Regions from separate parts of the Rattus norvegicus genome. Here region 2 is linked to region 1. Evidence: chromatin contacts called from public Hi-C data. All regions are on one chromosome and are shown on one strand. The core of a region is the stretch at or near the end of the contact, and the rest is flanking DNA. Distances in the headings are between cores, read along the strand shown.

Region 1 (6,463 bases), core at 3,911-6,410:
GCCCCAGGAAGCAGTCCCTCCCCACTTCCCCCAACCCAGCACCTGCCAGTCACTCATCTTTGACTCTCTAGGAGTCACATCTTCTAGACGTTTCATGTAAGAGAAATCCTGTAACACGTGGCCTCTGTATCTGGTTTCTCCTGTTCGTATGTTTTCAAAGTTTATCCATGTTGTCTCCCAGTCATCACGACTGCCATGATTTTCCATCCATTTAGTGATGGCTCAGTGGTCAGTGAGACTATATTTGTGTACAGAGTTTCTATATGGGTTTTGAGCTCTTGTGTCCTTATGCCTTGGCATAGAAGTGCTGGGTCACCTGGTATGTATAGCTTTTGGACAATAGTCTGCCAGTTTCAAATAGAAAGTCACATCTGACAGCTAGATGTTTTGAGGAGGGTCCCAAGGGTTTAGAGTGAAGCCTTAGTTCTAAGAATCATATAATCTTGTTTGTTTTGTGGTTTCGTTGTTACCGTTTTTGAGGCAGGGTCTCAATGCATAGCCCTGGCTGGCCAGGAACTCGCTATATAGACCATGGTAGCCACGAATTCAAAGATACCCTTTTGCTTCTGCCTCCTGAGTGCTGGGATTAAAGGTGTGCTCAACCTGTTCCTTGGCTTCTTGAGACAGGTTCTCTATGTGTGGCCCAGACTGGTTTCAAACTTGTGACCCCTTTTCCTCAGCTACCTGAGTGCTGGGACTATAGGTATCTCTGTACCCACTTTGAGTGATGTAATCTGGATAGCATTACTTTGTTGACTGTAAATTGGAGTAATGTTGAGATTATAGGGAAGATCCGATGTTGAGAGGCTTTTTAAACACGTAGACACGGCCACTTTGAGATTATGTGGTAAACAGCACCTAGGGCAAGCTTTAAAATTGCTGTGTAAATACAGACTATTCCAAACAAGTCTAGGAAGGTTCTTGTTCAAGTTAACTCGAAGTATCTGGATGCAGTGTGGTAAGATGCGGCTTCCCCCATGCTTCATGAGCGCCTGTGCCCAGCTGGGCTGCACTGCTCTTACCAGCTGCCCCGAGAGCCTGGGACAGAGATACTTTCCATAGCCGGCCTCGTTCCCACACACTTCCTTAATATAGAACGTTTTCAAAAGAAACATTGGCCACCAGCAAGCTCTGCTCCCATACATGGCCATGAGTTCATAGTTCATTTTATTTTGTTTTCATGCAGTTAAAACAAGGATAATATGTAAACTTTTCAGTGTAACGGAGTGTCAGTATGGCTCAGGGTGGAAAAGGAGCAAATGGAGTTTCAAGTCAGTAGAGGAGAAGGCAAAGTCCCCCTGCTGCTGAACATGTGGTGTAGGGGTTAACAAGGCCTTCCAGAGAAGTTGGGGAGGGTGGGAATTCCCACAGGTTATGAGTGTTATGTCCTGACACTGAACTGGACTGGACTCCCTTCCCTTTCAGTGGTTTTAACTCTCCACTGGTATGTATTGGCCCACCTGAAAATAGAACTTTGTGAGCCAGCTCAGAGTGAGTCACAACATGGCCAGGTTATACCCTGCACTGGATGGCCTCCAAGGCTTTTAGCCAGCCCTCAGTCAGAGTCCCAAGAACTGTATACTGTTAGCTGAGATGTAAGTGATGCCTGCAGATAAAATTGTTCAGGGTGAATGGAGCTTCCCTAAGGGACAAGGGGAGCTGGAATGGGTGTCAGGCACAGAATGTGCTGGAAGGTGACTGGCACTGTGTAGTCAGGCTTCATTTTGCTCTGTTTTGTTTTATCATGTTGTATTTGGGGCAGTCTTGCTTGGTGGTCTGGCACTCACTGTGTGGGCATGGCAGTTTTCTGGCTTCTGCTTCCAGAGGCTGAGAGAACAGGCATGTGCTATCACTTCTAGTGCTGATGTCTTTTAACTTGAATCTTTTTGTTTGATAATTTTATACACGTGTAATAACTAACAGCAACACCTGATTTTTTTTTTTAAAAGCCACCACACTTGTTGGTTGAGCACAGGTTTTTAGTGCCTGCTATAGATAAAGATATAGGTCACTATCTCAGGATCTCCCAGAATGTCTGACTCTGCTGGTGGGGATTATAAGATTGTGTAGCTATTATGGACAGCAGTGTGGCAACTCTTGAAGGGAGATACAGAGTTACAGTATATCCCAACAGTTCTGCACTCGGGAGATAGAGTTACAGTACGTCCCAACAGTTCTGCACTCGGGAGATACAGAGTTACAGTATGTCCCAACAGTTCTGCACTCGGGAGATACAGAGTTACAGTATGTCCCAACACTTCTACTCTAAAGCATACACCCAGAAGTACTGAGGACACAATCATGCAAAAAACTGCTGCACAGATGTCTATGACAGCTCAAAAGTGCAACTCAGCTAAATGTCTGCTAGTGAGTGAATAGATAGACAAGTGTGCACTGTCTGCATGGTTGAATATTGTTCAGTCATAAACATGAATGGCCAACTGATGCATGCTACAAGATAGATGAACCTTGGAAATGTGCTGAGTGAAAGATGCTAAGCACAGTCCACTGGTAAGAAATGCCCAGAATAGGGAATCATAGAACTAGAGACAGATGAATAGTTTGGAAAGGGGGAGGGGGATGCTTGCTTAGTGGAAATAGAGTTTTCTTCTTAGGACGATGAACAGTATTCTGAAGTCAGGCTAGTATACACCTGCCATCCCAGGAAGGAATCTCTTTGGGTATGAGTTCAAAGCCAACCTTGGCTACAGAAACTTGGTGTGTGTGTGTGTGTGTGTGTGTGTGTGTGTGTGTGTGTAGAACGAGGGAAGGAGGGAGAGAGAAAAAGAGAGGTCTGAAGCCGAAATGCTTATGCAGTGGCTGGCGGCTGGCAGCTGTAGTAAGGATCACTGGATTTTATACTTAAGTGAATGAGTTGTATGGTTTATGAGTTTTATTTAAATATAGCCATTACTAAATACCAGAGTAAAGTTAACAGCTCGTTAGGCATATTAACACACTGGGACTAAGCAAGTGGAGATTGGTGGTGCACAACTGTAATCCCAGTACATAGGAGACTGAGGCATTGAGACAGGAGCATCTCTGGGAGTTTGAGGCTAACCTGTTCTACATATTGGGTTCCAGGAAAGCCAGGACTACACAGTTGAGACCCTGGTTCTAATCACCATTCCCACAAAAGAAATAATGATTTATGCAGATAAGTCTGTGATGGATGCCATTGTAGTCTTTGGGAGAGACAGTGATCTTGATTTGAGGTCAGGTCACAGGTTAGCAGATTCAGTGTCTTCATTTCTGTGTTCAGACTTGTGTAATTTTGGAGACCTGATCTGGGCTAACCATGAGACCATCTGTAAGCAAAGGTGCCAGTGTATTAAGTTACCTTGGGGAATAGTATGTACTTTTCCAGTGTCAAGAATATTCCTACCTACTGCCTGGGCTCTCCCTCCATATCAGGGTGTCTGGTACCAATATGTCTGCTTACAGAGCAGAAAGCTATGTTATTCAGCCTTGAGGAAGTCAGTCATCAACCCTATCTCAGGCAGAGAACTTGAGTGTCTTCCTGAGCCAAGTTCTTCCTTTTGCTGTCCTTAAGAGAAAAGGTGTATAAGACAAGTCCACGTGCAAAACGAAACCTCCCTGTATGATGTGTAAATGTACAACTGCAGATCAGGTAAGAGGTTTTAGATCAATGGAGTGCAGATGAAGGGAATCTGCTGATAGGACGTAGGCAGGCAGAATCCATAGACTGGTAAGCCCTTTCCCTAAGGCAGGGATGTGGTGGGGAGAACAAAGAGAGGGGGGTTTCTCCAGAGATGGGCCTGATAACTGTACTTTACTCATGGTCACATGGTATAGATGTACTGTGATCCACACTGGAGAAGGCTATTTCAGTGTACAGTCAATGTGGACATGCTGATGAAGGTGTTGGTCACACATCTTAGAAGTACAGAAAAATAGTCCCAGAAGGAGCCTGGGTCGTCTGAGTCAGCTGATGACTTCCTGCTGGCAATAGGCGGGAACAAGATGCTCAGATATGATGGCCACTACAAAGCAGTCCCAGTGTGGGCCACTGATTAGCCGTGGAGAGACTGTTGAATTGATATCTGCCATGAGTGGGGGCAGGGCTGGGTCTCTCTCCTTGTATCACCATGTTGGAACTGGAATCCTAAGTGCCCCCTACCCCCCCATCTCCTGGTCACATTTTGAAACATGATCTTTCACTAGAATCTCACAGATAGAGAAGAGTCTGCTATTTCCTGATATGATGTGTGTTTTAGAGACATTTGTGGATATGGATATAACCTATATCCTGCACTGTTACAGAGAATGAAACCTCCATTAAGTAGAGCCATTATTCTGTGGGCCCTGACCCCTCCACCAGCCTCTGGGCTCTTTGCAGGTCTTGATGTTTCTTCACAAGTGTCTGGGTTCTTTGTTGCCAGACATGAGGCTGATGTTTCCTTCTCAAAATTCCTGGGAACCTGGGGTTAAGTGGGGCCCTTCCTTGTCCTGGAGCACACAGGATGCTGCCAACTGTCTTCAAAGCCTAGACACAGGATTCCTCTTCCCCTCCCTCTCCACTGTGCAGAGCCCCACAGCAGAACACCACCCTCCCCTGCCTCCTCTGAGCTTTCAGCTCTCACCTGCTGTCATGGAGAGCTTGTGGGTGTGATGTGATGTGGTGGGAGGTAAAGTCCTCGGGAAGGTTGTGAGCAGAGCTGAATGCCAAGGTGAATGTGCTTTAATGTGGTGAGAGACTTATCCCTTTAGCAGTCACCATGAGGTGCCTTCCGTTTTGCCGATTTGTCTTTTCAGAAAACGTAACGAGCATAATCCTTCAACTTTGGCCTGGATCACCATGAAGTGTCACTTGTTCTTGGGAATGAGCACCTCCCACAGGGCCAGCTCTTCTGTGTCAGGGGCCTCTCTCGGCTCTGAGGAGGACATAGGAGTGGGCAGCTGAACTGTGGTCCAGTGTGAGTGGTGTAGTCTTTTCTGTAACACAAAGTGGCCAGTTTCTCAGGTGCCTGTCAGTCCTAGCTCTGACCTGCGGTCCATGAGAAAAGACGCAGGCAAGGTGCCTGCAGTTCCAGGAACACAAATATAAATGTTCCTCGAGGGTTGTCCCCCATCTTAGTCCCTCCCAGGTCGCCCCATGCACATACGCAAGCTTGCATTTCCTTCTTCATAAAGCTCCCGCCTATAAATACCCCTCGGTTTAAAAATAATGTTTCCCTACCGTGAGTCAAGGCTCAGCTCTTCTGTCTAATTTTAGCTCCTTGTTTTTATGAACTTGGAGATGTTTTCCTTAACCAAAAAACAGAATAAAGAAAGAAAAGAAAGAAGAAGCCACAGAGATGAACGGTCCCCATGCTTCATTTCCCATCAGCCCTCATCTCTGTGGTGATTTTTTTTAAATATATATTGTGATTAAGCATCTGACTGAAAATTAAAATTGTAAATTCAGACAGGTGTTAGTGAGACACACAGGGAAAAAGAAGCTTCGGTCAGTCAGTTGTGCTGTGGGAAAGGGTTGGGAGTTTAAGACTGGTGTGGGAGCCTGCCAAGAAACTCATGTTAGAGGCTAGGGAGGACTGCCCTGGTTCTGAAACCACCTAAGTCACTTCTATTGTATCAATTTTGAGTGAAAAAAAAATTAACGAAGAATTCAAAGTACATAATTTGACTCCTGTTACCAAAACAACATCTGTGTAAGACTGTGTAACTTAATCTTGTATATAGACAGTAATTATTTATTGATTAAAAGGTACCAACCGGGCTGGAGAGATGGCTCAGCAGGTAAGAGCACACATTCTGTTCTTAGCACATGTTAAGTGGCCCACAGTTGTAACTCCAGCTCCAGGGGATCTGACACCTCTGGCCTCTACAGGCCACACACTCGTGCACACACATACACACACTTATACACAATTAAAAATAATAAAAGCAAAATATTTAAAAAAGTGATACCAACCAACTTCTCTTAAATTTCTATTGCTATTTTTATGAAGTTGTGTGTGTGTGTGTGTGTGTGTGTGTTGTTGTTGTTGTTGTTGTTGTTGTTGTTTTGAGACTGGGTCTCACTATGTATCTTAATCCTGCCTTGGACTTAATATTTTACCCAAAATAGCTTCAAACTTGCAGCGATCCTCCTGTATCAGGCTTCTGAGGATTGAGATTCCAGGCGTGTGCCAGCATACCATCTATGTAGTCCACACATATTTATTTATAAGGTGGCAGTTCTTGAATTGACAAAGCCACAGTTCGATATTGCATTTCTTTTGTAAGCTTTTGGATTGTTTCAGGTTTCTGCCCCAACCTCTTTCTTTTGCAGTTGTAGCTCTAAGGAGTTTGCAACTTTCAAACTTCTGTATTTAGGCAGATGGCAGGGGAATAGACATTTACTTCTTGATTATAAAGAAAAACATGTTTATACTTTTAAGTCTTAGAAAAGTCTTAGGGGAGAAAGGTTCTAAGCTGTTTTTATTTTTGTGTGTTAATT
Region 2 (6,802 bases), core at 2,727-5,226, 63 kb after region 1:
AGTTGGGGCCTTTTGTTTGTTACTTTTACTTTATTTATTCATGCTCTGTGTCTCTGGCTCTGTGTGTGTGTGTGTGTGTGTGTGTGTGTGTGTGTTCATTGAGGCCAGAGGTCAGCCTCTGATGTCTCCCCTACCCGCCTCCCCCAACTCCTCCTTTAGAAACAGCCTCTCACCAGGACCTGGGACTCACCAATTAGACCCTGCTAACTGGTAGGCCAGTGTCCTGTCAGCCCCCTCAGCACTCAGAGTTTAAGTGTAGGTCACAGCCCCGGCTCTTCACGGGGAACTGAAATCAAACCCAGGCGCTTGAGTGTTCACTTGGAGCATCTTACTGATGGTGCTTTCCTTGCCCCTTCTGTTTATTCTCATGTTTAAATATTTGCTGTTTCCATTTTTAAAAAGAAAGCAAGATGCTTCTGATAGTTCTCTGCCCTTTGGAGCTCTCAGAGAACAAAATGGTGGGTGGTGGGCTATGGGAACAGCTGTTGTCTAGTGTGACTCACCCATGTTCATTAGCTTTCAAAGCTAGCTGCGTGTTTTAAGCTTGAGTGTTTCTGTAGGCTGGGTGGCTTATCATTCTAGCATCCAGGAGGCTGAAGCAGGAGGATTACTGTGAGTTTGAGAACAGTCTAAACTAGAGGGCAAGACCCTGTCTCCAAAATAAACAAACAGAAAATAAGCTAGCTTTGCAATGTGGCGGTCGTTTGACATGTCCATGTTATTTTACACGTGAAGGTTCTGAACCTCGGTGCCGGTTGTCTGATTACTTCTGGTCGCGCCGTGTCTAGGTTTATTGAAAGCTCACTTCCCATGTCACTCGTGTGCTTCGTTAATTTAAAGAACGTTCTTTACAGTTCTAACATTTCAGACCCAATAATCCTGAATATTGGGCTGTGCTGTGTATTTCCAGATGGTCAACCCCATCTCTGACCTCTGCCTACTAGTACCACATATCCCAGTTATGCTAATCCAAATGTCCCCATCATTGCCCAGTGTCACCTGGGCTACTACCATGGGCGACAGCTGAGGATGGTAGTGTTAGAGCCCTGTATATGCAGGGCAGTCAGAATATCTGATTTAAAGGGAGAATTAAAATAAAACAAAACAAAAAACAAACAAACAAAAAAAACCCACGGTTTTCCAAAAGTGTTCTTTGTGCGTGGGGAAAGATGGCTTCCCCTAGGCCTCAAACTGAGCCTTACTTAGTGGAGAAATAGAGCTCAAAACTCAAAATTAATGACTCGTATGTGTCTGCCTGCTGGGCATGCGTGGCTGGGTTCCCCTGGATACACCAGCAACTCTAGTGCCAGGGATTCTGGGCTAAAATGCCTTAAGACAGATCTCTCTTCTCTTGAAAAACTATGTTCTTGTAGTTGCAAACCTGTTTTGATCAGAAGGGTAAAAACTATTTATCATATTCTGTTGTCATGTTCACGTTTCCAAATGCATTTCCTGGAAGTGGAAGACAGGGTCTGTTGAGTTGACTGAATGGCCAGGACATTTGCGAGATAGGGGAAAGAAGGCCCTTGTGTCCCTTCCAGGAGGGAAGGATGAGTTAGCTCATAAGGTATAATGTCTGGGTTCTGGATGGGTGGTTTGGCCACGTGGTAAGGGTTCTTCAGACTAGATCCCAGAACACTGGTGTGGGTCGATTCCACATTTGGGGTATACAGCACATGAAGAGATAAAAGGCAGGCCACAGGGTGGAGTCGGTACTGCCAGGAGCCCTTCTTACAGTCCCATCTCCCCAGCACCAGAAGAGAGCAGGCATCCAGGCCTGAGAACTCAGTAGCATTGCATAACTGTGCGCCGATTCTACCCAGAGGGGTAGAACGCTGAGTCTGCATCCAAGACAGTGAGGATGATATCAGCCCTATTTAAGACCCATTCTTGAGCAGATTTTGTAAAGTGTCAGTTGTCTGCTCTGCGTTCTTTGTGCCAGTCTCCAGTCACCTGTCAGTCAGTGCCTTGAACTCATGACATTAGTAATGCTGTCTGCCCTAACGTGAGCTTTTCCACTGCTCTGGGATCCTGTGCAGAGTCTGTTTGCTTCCCCTTCAGCAAACTGCTTTTCCTGTGTCAGGGACCACTTTGTCCAAGAGAGTAAAGTCCTGGTGGATTTATGACTTGGTACCCTGAAGAGGCCTAGCATAGAGTGGTGTCTCTCAAAATATGTTCCCTTTTGCAATAGAGTCTCAGGATGAACCCAGGTTGAGATACAAAAGAAAGTCCGGTTGGCTTGTAAAATTCTGAGTCAACAACCCAGACAGGATTTCTCTAACCCCTGGGCTACCACACCAGCCATTGCTACCTGTTCTACAAACTGAGAAATCAGAGAGGCATTTGGGAGGAATCTTACCATCTAACCCAGAGAAACCTCACGCTCACAGTCCTCCTGCCTCAGTCCCCCAAGTACTGAGAGTACAGGTATGTGACAATGTTTTTGATCCTGTTTCCCACAATTATAAGTCAGAAGATATTTTTAAAGACATTTTGAAACCCACGAGATGGCTCACGAGGTAAAGGTGCTTGTCACCAAACCTGACAACCTAAGTTCAGTCCTCAGGACCCTCAAGGTGGCCCACACAGGTTGTTCTGATTTCCACATGCATGCCCCAGCATGCACACAGCATAAGGAAACAAAAGTGTAATAAAGCACGTATGTTAATTAAGTGGACAGACATGCATATGTCATTTGAGTGCTATTGGATGTATAGACATTTCCCAAAATACTATTTTTCTTATTTTGTTTTTCTGATGGAATTTTCCCACAACATAGTAACGTGGTCTACTAAAACTAATCTAGACTTTTTTTTTTCATTTTTCTTTCTCTTTTCTTTCTTTTTATAAGATAGTGTCTCATGCAGCCCAGGGCTATCTCAGAACTCCTGATCTCTCTGCCTATGCCTCTGGGATTATAAGACTGCACCACCGTGCTCAGCAGAATCTGATTAATCCTTCACCTGTGTGTGTGTGAGTGAGTGTGTGTGTGTGAATGTGTGTGTGTATGTATGTGTGTGAGTGTGTGTATGTGTGTGTATGTGTGAGTGTGTGTGTGAGTGTGTATGTATGTATGTGTGTGTGAGTGTGTGTATGTGTGAGTGTGTGTGAGTGTATGTGTGTGATGTGTGTATGTGCGTGTATGTGTGAGTGTGTGTGAGTGTGTGTGTGTGTGTGAGTGTGTGTATGTGTGTGTATGTGAGTGTGTGTGTATGTATGTGTGTGTATGTGTGAGTGTGTGTATGTGTGAGTGTGTGTGTATGTGTGTGAGTGTGTGTATGTGTGTGTGTGTGTGAGTGTGGGTGTATGTGTGTGTGTGTTGAATCAATCTTGGTTTTTAGGTTCAAAAGTCCTGTAGAGCTGAGGAATTAAATGAAAAGTTCAGAAATTACTGTTCTTTGATTCTATACGAGGTGACTTTGAAATCTTGTGTCTGAGTTTTAAAGTTGTTTATTCATGGCTTTGCCTCCAGTGTTCTTGAACTGTCTTGCTTCCTGTTCTCACAGATCTGTGGAGCCTTTCTCCTCTGTGATCATTGCCGCTCTGTTTTCCTGTAAGGATTCGTTTCTGTTCACTTCTGGTATTTTCTCAGCAGAAATCATCTGTTCTGAAAGTGTTAGTGTGTGTAGTTAGGGTCAAACGCTCTTCTGTTTGGGCTCATAGTTCCCTGGTGGCAGTCTAGCAGGGTGACTATATGTGAGCCCCTTATCTTGTCCGCCTCGGTTTCCTCTTGTATGAAATGGAACTTACTGTGCCTGTGTTGTGGGAGTTTCTGAGGAGCAAACATTGAGACATAAAGAGCTTCAGGGGGATTTCAGTGATTGTTGTTGTCATGCTTACCCCAGCCAGCCATGTCCAACGTGAGCCTCGTGGAGAGGCCTCTTCTAGTACCAGGACACAATGCTAAGTAGTCAGTGATCTGTAGACTAGACAGGCATACCCAGGGCTGATGTTTCCATCCCCCCGAGAGGCTTCCCTGGGGCAGTTATGGAAAGGGACAGGTGTTGACTTCACAATGATTTATCTTGCAAGAGCCTTGAGTAGAAACAAACAAAGAAGCCCAGCAACCCTGCTTTGTAGCTCTGTGCCAGGTATTCTGACCAGAATTAGGGGCATACGTTGAAACACACGAGAAACAAATGAAAATGGGTTCGTATGTATCAGAGGAATGGTTTTGGTTTTTCCTTCAAAGCCTGTGTCCATCAAGGGTGGAGGGGGGTGGTGAAATGTGCTCTCGGTGAGTTTCCAAGGACTCTCAGGTTACCCCGGCAACAGCCAGCAAACTCCTTGGCCTGTAAAGATGCCATTTAGGGGATGTTTGCTCCCTTTAGTGTGTCTGTGCCAGTAGAGCTACTCAGAAGAGCCAAGGTGGAAGTTACAGCGGGGAAGGTGGGTCATTTCAGGTGATCAGAGCCCAGCAGATCAAGGTGTCAGGATCATTTCCTTGTGACAGGAGAGGCAGCCAGAGTCAAGTCCCATGGTGGTCAGGGGCCAGGAGCTCTTGAGTCAAACCCCAGTGTCCACAAACCATCCTCTCTTCAGAAGGCTCATGCCTTTCCTTTGAGTTTGTATGTGCTTGTGTGTGTGTGTGTGTGTGTGTGTGTGTGTGTGTGTTATATGCAGATGCATACATATGTATGCAAATGTGTGTTCTTGTGTGTGCTTGTTTGACAGCCAGCGGAAGACATTGGTTGTCCTGCTCTAATCACTTTTTTCCCCGCTTCCCTTGAGACACTGAGGGTCTCCCTGGAGCACAGTGCTTTCTGGCTAGGCTGCCCGTCCAGCGATCTGGGCCTCAGTCCTCATGTTTGCACAGCAGTGGATTTTCTCAGCAGCAGCAGAGCCTCCAGAGTCTTGTACACGACCAGACAACTGTAAACCTATTGTCATTACCTCTAACTCATAGCTGTTGCCGTTTTGACAGTGAACTTACTATAACATGCCTGCCAGCCTTGCTCCACAGCGAGCCGTGCCTTCCAAGGTTCTTGTGCGGGTTGGAGGTGGGAGGTTCTTGGCATTGTGGAGATGCCAATAGCAGAAGGGGGAGAGAGATGGACGTTCTTGGTAAGCGGGGAAGGTTTCATGGCTGTGTCAGCTCATCGAAAACTTCAGATTCAAGTTAGGCCATAGAAATCGTCAAAGGAAAATCCTGTTGGGGCTGTAGAGAATGACGTGAAATACACACCATTGTATAGTAAAGGGCCCATGCTACACAGGGGCCTCCAGTCTGAATAGGGTGTTGAGACAGGGGAGTATCTCTCCCAGGGAAGGTAGATTTTTCTGAAAAAAAAAAATGAAATTTCATTTGTTCTAAACTTCTTTTTTTTTCCTTTTTTATTTTTTTTCGGAGCTGGGGACCGAACCCAGGGCCTTGCGTTTGCTAGGCAAGCACTCTACCACTGAGCTAAATCCCCAACCCCTGTTCTAAACTTCTAATCAAGAAAATCTCCCCAAAAGAAAGTGGCTGAGTGTCTTAGTCAGGGTTTCTATTCCTGCACAAACATCAGGACCAAGAAGCAAGTTGGGGAGGAAAGGGTTTATTCAGCTTACACTTCCACATTGCTGTTCATCACCAAAGGAAGTCAGGACTGGAACTCAAGCAGGTCAGGAAGCAGGAGCTGATGCAGAGGCCATGGAGGGATGTTACTTACTGGCTTGCTTCCCCTGGCTTGCTCAGCTTGCTCTCTTATAGAACCCAGGACAACCAGCCTAGGGATGGCTCCACCCACAATGGGCTGGGTCCTCCCCCCTTGATCACTAGTTGAGAAAATGCCTTACAGTTGGGTCTCATGGAAGCATTTCCTCTAGGAAGGCTCCTTTCTCTGTGATAACTCCAGCTTGTGTCAAGGTGACACACAAAGCCAGCCAGTACACTGAGAAAGAAAGACAGACTAGCAAAGAGCCCCATTTTAGAATTGAGTGAAATGATTTGCTGTAGGTCTCAGTCTCCCTGGTGCCACCCAGCTAAGAAGCCCTGAGACTTGCTCTTCACCACCATGCTCTCACATGTCCAGCCTTTTGTCCATGGCAGACATCACTAATCAATCAGTTCCCTCTGAGTTGGCACACAAAATAAAACTGCTTTGAAGACGTGTGTGGCGGTAACCCCAGCACTCAGGGTATGGGAGCAGAATGATTGCAACTTAAGAACAACCGGAACTAACTAGATTGTGTGACGTTTGAGGACATCCAGGGCTACACGGTGAGGCCATGTATTAAAACATATTTATTTTACTTTAATTATGTGTGTGTGTTAGTGTCTGTGCACACTTGTATGGGGCGGATCCCTTGGAGCTGGAGTTACGGGCGTTGTGAGTCTCCTGACATTAGTTTAGGGGTCTGAACTCCAGTGGTCATAGTTGAGTAGCCAGTGCTCTTAATCACTGACTCATCTCAATCCATTGAGCCTAAGGCCGTGTCTTAAAAATAAATAAATTGATTGATTAATTAAGTAATTAATCAATCAAATAGCTGCTTTTGAAATATTCTGACGTACTTTACGTGAGCACCCCCATCTTCCCCTTACAGCAAGACCTTCAGGTAGACATAATAACTCCATTTCATACAGGAGGCTTTGGAGAGATCCCACATCTACTTGTGTGTGTACCTGTTTGGGGCAGAGCCAGGGCCACCATGTCAGGCTGGTGGCCGTGTGGCTCTTCTCCAGGCTTGATGTTTAAAATTGGCCAAAGAAATAATAGCTTTGTGCTGCTTTGCCCTCCTGTTTCAAGATCTGTGGCACCTAAAGGTTTGGATGAAGTTAGTCTTTCAAACCGTAAGGTCAGCCTGTCCCCACTAAGCT

The links. A called contact is a pair of places that touch in the nucleus more often than the background predicts.
Region 2: a contact with region 1 is called in a Hi-C map of psoas muscle, with 3 times the contacts expected there. The contact joins two enhancer-like sites. A contact is called at or near these places in 2 of 12 Hi-C or Micro-C datasets (hepatocytes and psoas muscle).

What each region holds. Positions count from the first base shown.
Region 1 is chr10:11,665,746-11,672,208 of GRCr8, forward strand. The region is part of intron 2 of Adcy9 (adenylate cyclase 9); the gene reads left to right. Among named protein-coding and RNA genes, the nearest start is that of Adcy9, 23 kb to the left of the region's middle. Within about 2 kb of position 5,161, at least 10 of the 93 cell types and tissues checked have an H3K27ac peak or open chromatin away from gene starts, as enhancers often do.
Region 2 is chr10:11,730,380-11,737,181 of GRCr8, forward strand. All of the region lies in intron 3 of Adcy9 (adenylate cyclase 9), which reads left to right. Among named protein-coding and RNA genes, the nearest start is that of Adcy9, 88 kb to the left of the region's middle. Within about 2 kb of position 3,977, at least 2 of the 93 cell types and tissues checked have an H3K27ac peak or open chromatin away from gene starts, as enhancers often do.